Linked DNA regions of Zea mays: region 1 is linked to region 2. Evidence: chromatin contacts called from public Hi-C data. All regions are on one chromosome and are shown on one strand. The core of a region is the stretch at or near the end of the contact, and the rest is flanking DNA. Distances in the headings are between cores, read along the strand shown.

Region 1 (5,676 bases), core at 1,659-4,158, 160 kb after region 2:
CTCCTCCTCCGTTGGCGGGGGAGAGAACGGAGCGAGCTCGAACGTTGTTCTTCCACCACGCGGGGAAGGTGTCGTCGATTCCGCCGCCGGCGGGCGGGTTGTCGGCCGCCATTGTCGTTGTCGCGCGGCGGTGGAAGAAGTATCATGTCGTAGCTGCCGTCGAAGGACATGAACTCCAGAGTCCCGAAACGAAGCACCGCCCCGGGCCGGAGAGGTTGCTGGAGACTGCCCATCTGGAGCTTGACGGGGAGCTGTTCGTCAGCACGCAGCAGGCCCCTACCTGGCGCGCCAACTGTCGGCGTTTCGAGATAGGGGGGTCCCTAAGCCGACGAGTGAGTGTGCTGCGTGCCCCAGCCCAGATGGGTCGAGCGCGTGGGCGAGCGCGAAGGGGGGAGAGGCGAGGTGGCCGGAGTCGGGCGTGAGAGAGGTGGAAGTCCCGCGGCCTTCGTGTTCGTCCCGCGCCCAGGTCGGGTGCGCTTGCAGTAGGGGGGTTACAAGCGTCCACGCGGGTGAGGGAAGCGAGCGGCCCCAAGAGAGCGCCTGTCCCGTCCTCGGTCCCGCGCGGCCAACCTTCTCTAAGAAGGCCCTGGTCCTCCCTTTTATAGTCGTAAGGAGAGGATCCAGGTGTACAATGGGGGGTGTAGCAGGGTGCTACGTGTCTAGCGGAGGGAGAGCTAGTGCCCTAGGTACATGCCAATGTGGCAGCCGGAGAGGTCTTGGCACCTTGCTGGCGTGATGTCGTGGCTGTCGGAGGTGCGACGGAGCCTGGCGGAGGGACAGCTGTTGGAGCGGTCGAGTCCCTGCTGACGTCGCCCTGCTTCCGTAAGAGAGCTGGGGGCCGCCGTCGTCACAGAGCTTGTGGAGCGCCATCATTGCCCATCCGGCGGAGCTGGCCGGATGGGACGCAGGTCTTGTTCTCCGTGACCCGAGTCGATTCGGGGTAGGATGATGATGGCGCTTCCTGTTGACGTGGCGGGCCTGTGCCCTAGGCAGGGTGACGTGGGGGCTCCTCCGAAGCTGAGGTTGAGTCTGTCTTCTGTTGCCGAGGCCGAGTCCGAGCCATTGGGTCGGGCGAGGCGGAGGTCGTTCGGCCGAGGCCAGGGCGGAGTCCGAGCCCTGGGGTCGGGCGAGGCGGAGTTTCGTCGTCTTCCGGGTCTTAGCCCGAGTCCGAGCCCTGGGGTCGGGCGGAGCGGAGTTCGCCGTCTTCCAGGTCTTAGCCCGAGTCCGAGCCCTGGGGTCGGGCGGAGCGGAGTTCGCCGTCTTCCGGGTCTTAGCCCGAGTCCGAGCCCTGGGGTCGGGCGGAGCGGAGTTCGCCGTCTTCCGGGTCTTAGCCCGAGTCCGAGCCCTGGGGTCGGGCGGAGCGGAGTTCGCTATGGCGCCTTTGGCAAGGCCTGACTGCCTGTCAGACTCACTCTGTCGAGTGGCACTGCAGTCGGAGTGGCGCAGGCGGCGCTGTCCTTCTGTCAGACTAGTCAGTGGAGCGGTGGAGTGACGACGGTCACTTCGGCTCTGCCGGGGGGGCGCGTGTCAGGATAAAGGTGTCAGGCCACCTTTGCGTTAAATGCTCCTGCAACTCGGTCAGTCGGTGTGGCGATTTAGTCAGGGTTGCTTCTGAGCGAAGCCAAGGCCTCGGGCGAGCCGGAGGTGTGTCCGCCGTAAAAAGGGGGGCCTCGGGCGAGACAGAGGTCTCTTGAGGCCGGCTGCCCTTGGCCGAGGCTAGGCTCGGGTGAAGCGTGATCGAGTCACTCGTGTGGACTGATCCCTGACTTAATCGTACCCATCAGGCCTTTGCAGCTTTATGCTGATGGGGGTTACCAGCTGAGAATTAGGCGTCTTGAGGGTACCCCTAATTATGGTCCCCGACACCTGTCCACTCAGCTGGCAGGCGGTGTCCATGCCATCCTGCAGGCGGTGTGCTTGTCCAGTCCATTGCCAAACAATATGCCCGTGCTGCAAGGTGCACTGTGTCCATCATCACTTATGCATTGCCAGGGAAGCTTCCCCTACACGCCAATACCACGCAGATCGCGGATGTCAGGGTACAAGAAGATTGCTCCAGCGACTCCAAGTATTACATCCATTATATTCCTCGGCCCACATGTTGGGGCTCAGCACCCTTGTACGCGTCCTCCTTGAGCTATATAAGGGGAGGCATGCAACGTTAGGAGAAAAAAGAAAAAAAGCACACTTAGACTTAGCTCAGGCTCACAAGTTCAAACAAGCTCAATGCATTACACAGCGGAGTAGGGTGTTACGCTCCGGCGGCCCGAACCACTCTAAACTCTTGCGTGTTCTTGAGTTCATCGTTCATCTACCAACAGGCAAAACGTTTAAGCCCCCTCATCATCTTAGGATTAGGGCGGGTGCATTCCGCCACCCGGCCGGAGATTTCCCTCTCCGACAAGGCCGTTGCCCCTATTTTTGAGTATAGGTGTAGTTTTACCCCTATTTTAAGACTTACATGTTTTTATGACAATCCAAATTATTTTTTCACAGCAATTCAAATTATTTTTGCAACGATTCAAACTATTTTACAATAATTTGAAATATTTTCAAAACTTTTAAAAATATTTTGACAATTTTTTTTTGTCAAAAAATATTTAAATTGTTGGTAAAATAATTTGTTAAAATATTTTTTATTTTAGAAATAATTTGAATTATTACAAAATAATTTAAATTGTTGTCAAAATAATTTGGAATGTTGTGGAAATAATTTGAATTGTCATAAAAATATGTGAAGTCTAAAAAATAGGTCAAAACTACAATTATACTATAAAACAGAGGCAAGGATCCAATTATCGTTGTTTTTTTATCAATATTTAACACCGTTAAGTATAACTAACGATATAGATACACCAGTTTGATTTAAAAAAACAGTATAAAATCTATCAAATAGAAATCAATATATAGTTACACTCTAAAACAGAGGCTTTAATTACTAAAAATAAAAATCAACACTTGCTTGCTCCCTCTCTTCTCCCCTTCGTCCAGGCGCCGGATCTGACACCTCTCCCACCACCAAGCTTGGCTGCGCTGCCGCGCCTCGCAGATCCCGATCTCCCCATGCCTCCTCGCCCCCGCTGACCCCACTGCGGCTGCCGACAGCCACGATGGCGTCGCGCCCGCCCCTCCGCACTACCTCCGTCGCCTCCGTCTTTTCCTCCACCGACTCCTCCACTTCCACCGGCCCCCCCGGTGGCGTCCCGCAGTCCATCACCGCGCTCCTCAACAACCCGCTCCCCTCCTCCGCCGCCTCCTCGTACTCCTGGTTGTCGTGGCCGCCCACCACCATAACGCTACCCGATGCGGCTCCACCGCCGCCGTCGCACCCCTGCGAGATCACCCGCGCCGACTTCGCACCCTACCTTGCCGCCGTCTCCGACCCCTTCGCGCGCTTCGCCGACATCCGCCTCCATGCCCACGCCGAGCTTGCCGCCTCTTCTGACGCCGAGGGCGCCCCCGCGGCCTCCTCCGGCCTCGCCGCCTGTCTCCGTGAGGTGCCCGCGCTCTTCTTTAAGGAGGACTTCGCGCTCGAAGACGGGCCCACCTTCCAGGCCGCCTGCCCGCTCGACGACGATGCGCTGCAGGAGCGCCTCGGACAGCACCTCGACGTCGTTGAGGCCCACCTTGTGCGGGAGATAGCACTCCGGTCTGAGTCCTTCTATGAGGCGCAGGGCCGGCTGCGCGGGCTTGATGGGGAGATCGTCACGGCGGTAGGGAGGATCCGCGAGCTCAGAGAGGTGGTCCAGGTTCTCACGGGGGACCTCGTCGGGGCAGCGAGGCAGGTGCAAGAGCTCAATGCTACCCGAGGCAACCTTGTGGCGCTGCAGCAGAAGCTCACTGTCATCCTCTATGTTAGCCAGGCGCTTACCGCGCTGAAGCTGGTCAGTGCATTACCAGACAACTTTGTCGTTCCTTGCATCTTGCTTATTGATCAGTCTAATGTAGTTGTTCGAAATGGTTTGTATATATTCACTACGCCATATATTTTCACGGTCTATTACAAATGTCAAAATGTAAAATGTAGTCTGACATGGAATTACACTAGTATATTCTGGAACTTGTTATATGAGGAAAACTTACAGATGTTTTTTTTTTGGTTGATGGACCATTGCCACACCTCGCAACTAAAATGGAAAGAACATTTCCACTCTTTGCTAGTTTGCTTATTTGTGGGCACTGTAAATGCTTATTGGAAGCGTATCATGACTTTGTTCGGGGGAGTTGATCTTGTGCATGTGCTTCATAAGCCCATGACTGCTTGAATTCTCAATACAAAGGGGCCTAAACATCAATGCTGCTTGCAATTCCATTGCGACATTGGAACAATGTAAAACAGCGATGGACAAATGGATTCTTGGCCCTAGTGCAAACAATGATACTATGTCTGTTAGATGCCTATGTATGTGTCCTTGTCGTATTCGGTCTCATATAGAGTCATTGTTATACACAATCTGTATCCTGTATTGGTGTATATATTCGGGCCTAGTGCCCTCATATTGAATATTTGTGCTATTCATAACATGGTTATGAGCAAAAAAATAGGGTTAGAATTATTCGTCTCTTTCCCTAATTGTTCCTCTCTCATGTCGCTTGGTGGCTCTGTCCCATCGCCTTGCGGCTCTGCACATTTTTGTAGTTGGCTCCTTTGGCCTAGCGGCGCTTATCTTCGCGACCGCTCAACAGAGTTCACTTGTCGGCTGGCTTGTCTGCCCGCCTCTCGCCCGTGTAGGCCACCACCCACACCGACGACTTTGCTCACCTGTGTCTGTTGCCTCTGCTTAGTCAAGCGCTGTGTGAGGCCTCCTGCGTTGCTCCTTCATCTATGAACTCGTCACATTCACAATTCCATGACCGTTAAGTCCTTAAAAAAGAAGTTCATTGCCTGCTTGTCTGAGATGTTGCCGTCTTCCTCCAACGGTGGTGTTCCCATCGCTATCCGCTGCTATTTGATGGGACCAACTATCATGCTTGGGTTCCTCGCAAGCGCTGGCACATGTGTGGCCTGTGCCTCCAAGAGTTCCTCACTGGCGAGCTTCCATGCCCACCTTGTCTCACGGCTCCTGTGCACCCTCAAATACTAGAAAAGGCAACTGATGAAAGGCAAGGCGAAACCTCTTGCTGATTTTGATGACCCCATTGCATCATACAAGTCTCAGTTCAGTGCTTACAAGTTATGGTTGAATGAGGATGCTCCTGTTGGTTCTATTCTTGCTGCTAGTGTGGAGGATCGGTTTGATGCAGAAATTGTTCACTTTGATTGGTCTCATCAGATGTGGTCTTCTCTTTGTGATCGCTGAGTGTACTGGTCACTCTATTTACCTTGCTGCTATTCGTTAGGATCAATTGAACATCAGGGAGATTACACAGTGGATGAGTTCTACAACTAGATGTCTGCAATTTGGCTTTAGCTCGATGCTCTTGGTCCGCAGTTGTCCCCTAGCACCTGTGAGTTTTGCCTTGATCAGTTGATTGACCTTCAGTCTCATCGGATATATGACTTCTTGACTCAACTTTGCAATGAGTTTGAGCCTATTCGTGCCCAACTGCTCCCTCGCTATCCTTCTGTTTCATTGATGGATGCTCTTGCAGATGTTCGTAATGAGGAGACTTGTCTTCGTGCAGCTGTTTTACTGCCATCTTCAGTGTTGGCTGCTCGTTCTGTGTTCTCTTGAC
Region 2 (6,308 bases), core at 1,634-4,133:
AATTTTGCAAGTATGAAGTGTCCACAAGTTTCCCAAACATATTTATGAAGCACAGCTACAACACTCGTTTCAAATTTAAACAACTGAATGAACTTTCCAAGGCATAACATTTAAATGAAACGAAAGAGATTACAATTCACCTTGAAAATAGCTGATCCAGTATGAGCATCAACCGCGCTAAATATGTCATCGAGAAGATATATATCGCAGTCTTGATAAACCGCTCTTGCAAGCTGGATGCGCTGTTTCTGGCCTCCACTGAGATTGATCCCTCGCTCTCCTATTTCAGTCTGGTCACCAAACTCCATCATTTCCAAATCCTTTTCCAGGCAGCAAGCATTTACGATTTCCGAATATCTCTCTGAATGCATTGGCTTTCCAAATAAAATGTTCTCTTGAATGGTTCCATTCCGGATCCAAGCAGTCTGAGCAACATATGCCGTGCTTCCACATATGCTAACCTATATCAAAGAAAATGGAGATGAGACTTAGTAACATGATCCTCAAAAATGTATTGGGTACAGATAATAATATGCTTAAAACGCAAACGTTTGGTCTGCTATTCACAAAAAAAGAACAGAATGGCACCTCAGAATCTCAGATGTGAATGTTGGAATTTCATGATCCAAACTCTATGGAGACTCACCGTGCCGGAGAGCTTGTGCATCTCCCCCATGATGCAGGACAGCAGCGACGATTTGCCGGAGCCCACTGTCCCGACCACCGCCGTAAGCTCGCCCCTCCTCACCTCCACGTCAATGCCCCTCAGCACTGTCACCAACTCCGCCCGATTTCCTTGGTCATTCTCTGCCACCTCATGGCGGGGCCTGCTGCTGTTGTTGTTGTTGCCCTTCATCTCCTCGTCCGCTGGCACATCCCAAGCGAACACCCCGCCTTGCACCTTGACGGCCACTGTGTCCTCAGCGCCGCCACTCTCGATGCGCTCCACGGCCGCGGTGTCGATCTCGGTGTCCGTCAGGAATTTGTTCAGCCGATCCAGCGACACAAACGCCTGCATGGACATGACAATAGTCTGCGGGAAGTTCCGCATGGGGCCTTCCAGCATGCCGAAGAACGCCGTGGCCGTGAACACCTTGCCGGCGTCGAGCTGCCCACCGGAGGCGAGGTAGGTCCCGAACACGAGCACCGTCATAGCGAGCGGACCGCTCGAGAATACCACCGTGTTGGCGCACATGAAGAGCATGATCTTGGCCAGCCACCCGAGCTCTTCTCGCCGGATGTCGCGAACCTTGCCCCCGAAGGTGTCCTCCCAAGCCTGCAGCTTGATGGGACGCATGTTACTGAGCATCTCGGTGATGGCCTTCACGCGGCTATCGCGGACGCCGAGGAACTTGAGCTGGTACGCCAGGTTGAGCTTGTTAGCGAAGGCCGTGACCACAGTCACTGCGGTGATCACGGCGAGCGTCATGAGCACGGCGGGGCCGAGGTAGGCGTACAGGAGGAGTAGCGCCACCACTATCTGCAGCGGCATCAGCCACAGCCCGTGGAGTCCGTGCATGGCGTAGGACACGATCCCAGCGTCGACCTGCATGTAGTTGACGATGGCTCCAGCGCCGTGCGCTCGGCGAGCACCGGCGGTGAGGCGCAGCGACTTGCGGTACAGCGCCGTCTGCAGCGCGCCGCGGATGCGCATGCCCAGAAGCTGTCCCTGGAAGCTGTAATGGTGCGATGCCAGCGTCTGGACGGCCTTGCCAGCGAGCAAGATGAGAACGAGACGAAGGCCCTCCCATGATGTCCCGCCGCGGCGGATGAACTCGACGAACTGATCGATGAGCGACGGCCCAACGTACATGGCCCCCAGACGAGCGAGGCCAAGGAACGCAGTAAGCACGAGCTGCGGCCAGAAAGAGAGCCAGAGTGCCACGCCGACCGGGTGCCGAGATGCTGGCGACGCTGGCCAATTGGACATGAACAAGGCGTGCGCCGCCTCGGCGCGGTGGGCGGCAGAGACCGGGGGCACGTCTTCGGTTTTGAGGGATTCGGCCGCGTAGCCCTTGGTGATGAGGGAGTTTATCCAGCTGAACGTAGCGCGCGAAAGGAACGAAGCGGTGGTGTACGGCGAGGAGGGCGCCTCTGGACCGGCGTGTTCCGGTTCACCTTCTTGTGCCCTGGTGACATTGCCGGTGAAGCCGGTGACCGCTATGTATGCCAGAGGCAGGGAGACAAGCAGACCAGCGAAGGCGAGAATGTCATCGGGGAAGAGCAGCGAGGCGTCCGCGCCGCGGACCACTGCCGAGGCAGAGAAGAGCGCGGCGCCGAGAGCGGTGGCGAGCCAGAACACGCGGAGGTGCGCCTCCGGGGCAGCTCCTGCTCTCCGCGAAGAGACGATGGTCCAGGCAGCCACCCCGTGCGCGACGGCGTGGACGGAGAGGAAGGCTCCCTCCGCGGCGCGCCACGGCGTGGCCGGCAGGAGGAGGAGCGCGAGCGCGAGGAGGACGACGGACACCGCCGCGAACACCGCGGAGGCCCCGAGCGCGAGCACGTGGCGGACGAGCGGCGGCGAAGGATGGTTCGGCTTCTGCAGCAGCGCCTCGCGCTCGGGAGGGGGAGCAGCCGCGGGCACCGGGTGTCCCCTGCGAAGGCGTCTGGCGAGGCGGACGATGCAGGCGACGAGGAACACGAGGTCGGCGGTGGCGAGGAGCCCGCGCTGCGGGCACGGGGAGAGGAAGAGGAACGCGACCGCATCGGAGAAGGAGCCGGGGCCAGGCGGCGGCGCTGTGCACGCCTTGGTGGTGAGCCACCATGGGAGCGCCATCCCGTGTGCCTGCGGCGGCCCTGCGGGCTTGTTGGCTCTCTGGCTGTGCGACTGGCCGACTGCCGAGTGCAGACTGCTAGTGGAACGGAAGTCGGAACTCGTTGGGGGATCCGTCGATGGGGATTGGGTCGGTTGACTCGGTTCACATAAGACGAGACGAGACGACTCAACACTCAACTCGAGGAAATTCGTGGCTTCTGTACTTCGGTTTGTGAGTTGTGACGTTCTTGACTAGCCCTCTCCATTTTTTTGTATACTCTTGTTTAAGGTTCTGGAGACTGGTATACTATGCCGCTTTCATTGACGGACCTCTCCGAGATGTAGCCTATTTTAATAATATAAGGCTATTCGCATTAATATAATTCTAAATTTCTACTTTGAATGTAATATCTTGTCTTATCAGCAAGATTCTGTATACTATACCTTAATATTTTACAATTATATTTACTCTATATTTCAACTCTATACCAACTATCACATATTATATCATTTATTTTTATCATCACCATAACATATACAGCCACATCTCATATTTATCTCAGAGACAAAAAGGCTAGATTTAGAGTAAAAAGGGACGGACTCTATAGGTAGCACTGTATGTTGATAGCGCTTTGTTTAGCGCACGCTACTGCGCTGTGAAATGGTATCTGTCTTGTTATGTGTTTGTTGATGTCTTATTTCAAAAGATCCACGCGTTGCTATCCTATTCCGAGGGCAGGGTACTTTTTTACCGAAACTGAGCCAAATAACGGCTCTAGTTTATGTTCTAGGGAATTCGGTGGTCGGATTCCGCTTGGGCTAGTTTGGGAATCTAATCCCCTCCAGGGTCTTTATCATTTTCTCAGATAGTAATTCTAAGAAATTTTATTTTAATAAAACACTAGTTAAGTGTCTGTGTACTGCTACGATTTCTGATGACATAAACTACAATTTAACTCTCAAACTGGTCCTATACATTGCTATGGTTTCTACGTGATGACATAAACTACAATTCAACTATTAATCTGGCGACATTATTATTCTCGTTTTCTTTTCTTCTCCTAGAATTTTTTTCACCGGCCGGTGTTGGTATAGACGCTCTCAAATAGAAGACAATCATAGAAGATGAGCAACAGAGGAAGATCATGTACATCTTCCTCCTCGCTGCCCCAACTTCACTCGCGCCCCACATCTCCACTCCTCGTTGGGCATCACGGCACCGGCGGCCGCCGACACCACCCGATTCAAACAGGAACGAGGGGCAGTTGGAGTTGGGAGCCGATTATAGATGTATAAACGGATCGGGCTTGTTGGGCGGCCCAAAACCCGGCACGGATTTGGCCCGGCACGAACCCGGCACGGCACGTAGTGAACTGGACCCGTGCCGGCTCGGCCCGGTCACCGGGTCGTGCCTGTGCCGAAGGCGTGGCACGACGGGCTAGACCCGGTACGGCCCGATTTTATTTTTTTTTCTATTTTTTCATATAAATACATATATTATACTTGAATATAGAGTATAAAACACAATAAACATGTGTTTTTGTTGGTTATGTGGGTGTAAATAAATGTTTAGATCTAATAAATATGGTTTAAACCCTAAAAATGCATACTTTTAGAATATTTTTATCATTTAAACGTCATATATTGTTATGGGTCCGTTAGGCCCGTCGGGCCGTGGACCGGCCCAGCACGATTATTGACCTAGCGGGCCGTGCTTGGGCCTCGCTTGGGGCCCGTGGGCCGGCACGGCATGGCCCGCTAGCTAATCCAGGCCGGGCCGGCATGGTTCTAATCCGTGATGGGCCTAGCCGTGCTCGGGCCGGGCTAGCACGGCCCGCCCATTTGGACATCTATAGAGCCGATGCGGTCGGGGTCAGGGTGATCCAGTTGCCAACTATGAGCATGTTCGCGCCAGAGCCTTCTCCTAACCTTCCACTTCGGGTAGGAACTTGTGTGACTATGACGGGTCACCGCCGACGAGATCTCCGCATAGCCGCCGCCTGGCGCATTGGGGTCGATCGGTGTTGAGCTCGGTTTCGTTGGATGGGCTGACCATCGACGCCATCTGCCTCGAGACCACATATTGCTCCGCCTTGCAGTACCTCTGGATCACTGAGGAAGAATGTCGCCGGAGTTCATGTTAGCTACTATAATCTCACGAACTCAACCAACAGCATGAAGAACACTGAACATAAGAATTAGGTACAAAATTAAAGAAGAGTTCGGGAAAGTAGCAGTAAGGGAAACAGAATGGAGAAGCACAACAACTATAGTGTTCTAGAAGGAAGAGGATCTGAGTACATGAGAGGAGAGGGGTGGAGAAGATGAACAATAGTTATGGAGAGGTAGAGAGTTTAGGTTTATTAAAATGATTCTTTGATGTCCCCATGGTGTGCTGTCCTTGCCATCTTATACTCCACCCAGGTGCACCAATATGGCACACATCCCATTAACTGATGGCCCATATGCGTTCCTAACATTCCCCCCTTCTTCGGCTTGCCCCCAAGCCGATGTAGAACCTTTGAAACACCAGGATTCCAAGGGAAGATGATGAACTTATTGCTGACCGCGAAAACCTCACAGCAAGCTGCTATATGTAGAAGCACTTCTAGCTGGAATAAAACTGTCATAATAATATATAAATTCTTTCATGCACCTCCATCTTTGTTCAATGATAATTGACATGCCCCATATATAACACATCCCAAGTAGTATGGCACCAGTGAATTGTTCCAATGATTTGTGATGAGCTCATGGGAGATTCTTGAAATGGGAGTAACAACATTTGACAAGTCCAAAGCACTGCATGAAGACTAATCTCCATCTGATAGCAGCTGCAACTGAAAGAAGGCTTGCTCGCAAACCTTAGCACTGAATTATTCAAACATCCGTTGAGGAGGATAAACGAGAACGTGCCTAGATCTCTGCTACGAAAATGCACACTGACCACTTTCAGCAAGTCCCTTTCGCCTTCCAAAGATATACCTGCCAATTCATGCACTGTACTTCTTGCGCCATCTGCCCCTAGAAGACCACAGTGTACCTTTATCTCTATTTGTCGGGGACCATAATTAGGGGTACCCTCAAGGCTCCTAATTCTCAGCTGGTAACCCCCATCAGCATAAAGCTGCAAAGGCCTGATGGGTGCGATTAAGTCAGGGATCAGCCCATTCGAGGGACTCGATCACGCCTCGCCCGAGCCTAGCCTCGGACAAGGGCAGCCGACCCCGGAGGATTTCCGTCTCGCCCGAGGCCCCCCTCCAGCGGCGAATATATTTCCGGCTCGCCCGAGGCCCTGTCTTCGCCAAGAAGCAACCCTGACCAAATCGCCGCACCGACCGACCAAATCGCAGGAGCATTTAATGCAAAGGTGGCCTGACACCTTTATCCTAACGCGCGCCCCCCAGCCGGCAGAGCCGAAGTGACCGCCGTTACTTCGCCGCTCCACTGACCGGCCTGACAGAAGGACAGCGCCGCCTACGCCACTCCGACTGCGGTGCCACTTGACAGAGTGAGACTGACAGGCAGTCAGGCCCGGCCAAAGGCACCATAG

What was found. Hi-C and Micro-C count contacts between places; a contact is called where the count stands out from the background.
Region 1: a contact with region 2 is called in a Hi-C map of leaf, with 6 times the contacts expected there. The contact joins the promoter of LOC100192923 here to the promoter of LOC100381832 in region 2. A contact is called at or near these places in 7 of 25 Hi-C or Micro-C datasets (ear, leaf, leaf mesophyll and 2 more).

What each region holds. Positions count from the first base shown.
Region 1 is chr10:103,063,275-103,068,950 of Zm-B73-REFERENCE-NAM-5.0, forward strand. It overlaps LOC100192923 (vacuolar protein sorting-associated protein 54, chloroplastic), which reads left to right and starts at 2,909. Exons shown (of 19, transcript XM_020544869.2): 1 at 2,909-3,884. The coding sequence starts at 3,111.
Region 2 is chr10:102,898,698-102,905,005 of Zm-B73-REFERENCE-NAM-5.0, forward strand. LOC100381832 (ABC transporter C family member 4) reads right to left here and starts at 2,884. Exons shown (of 11, transcript XM_008664854.4): 1 at 647-2,884; 2 at 141-461. The coding sequence starts at 2,776.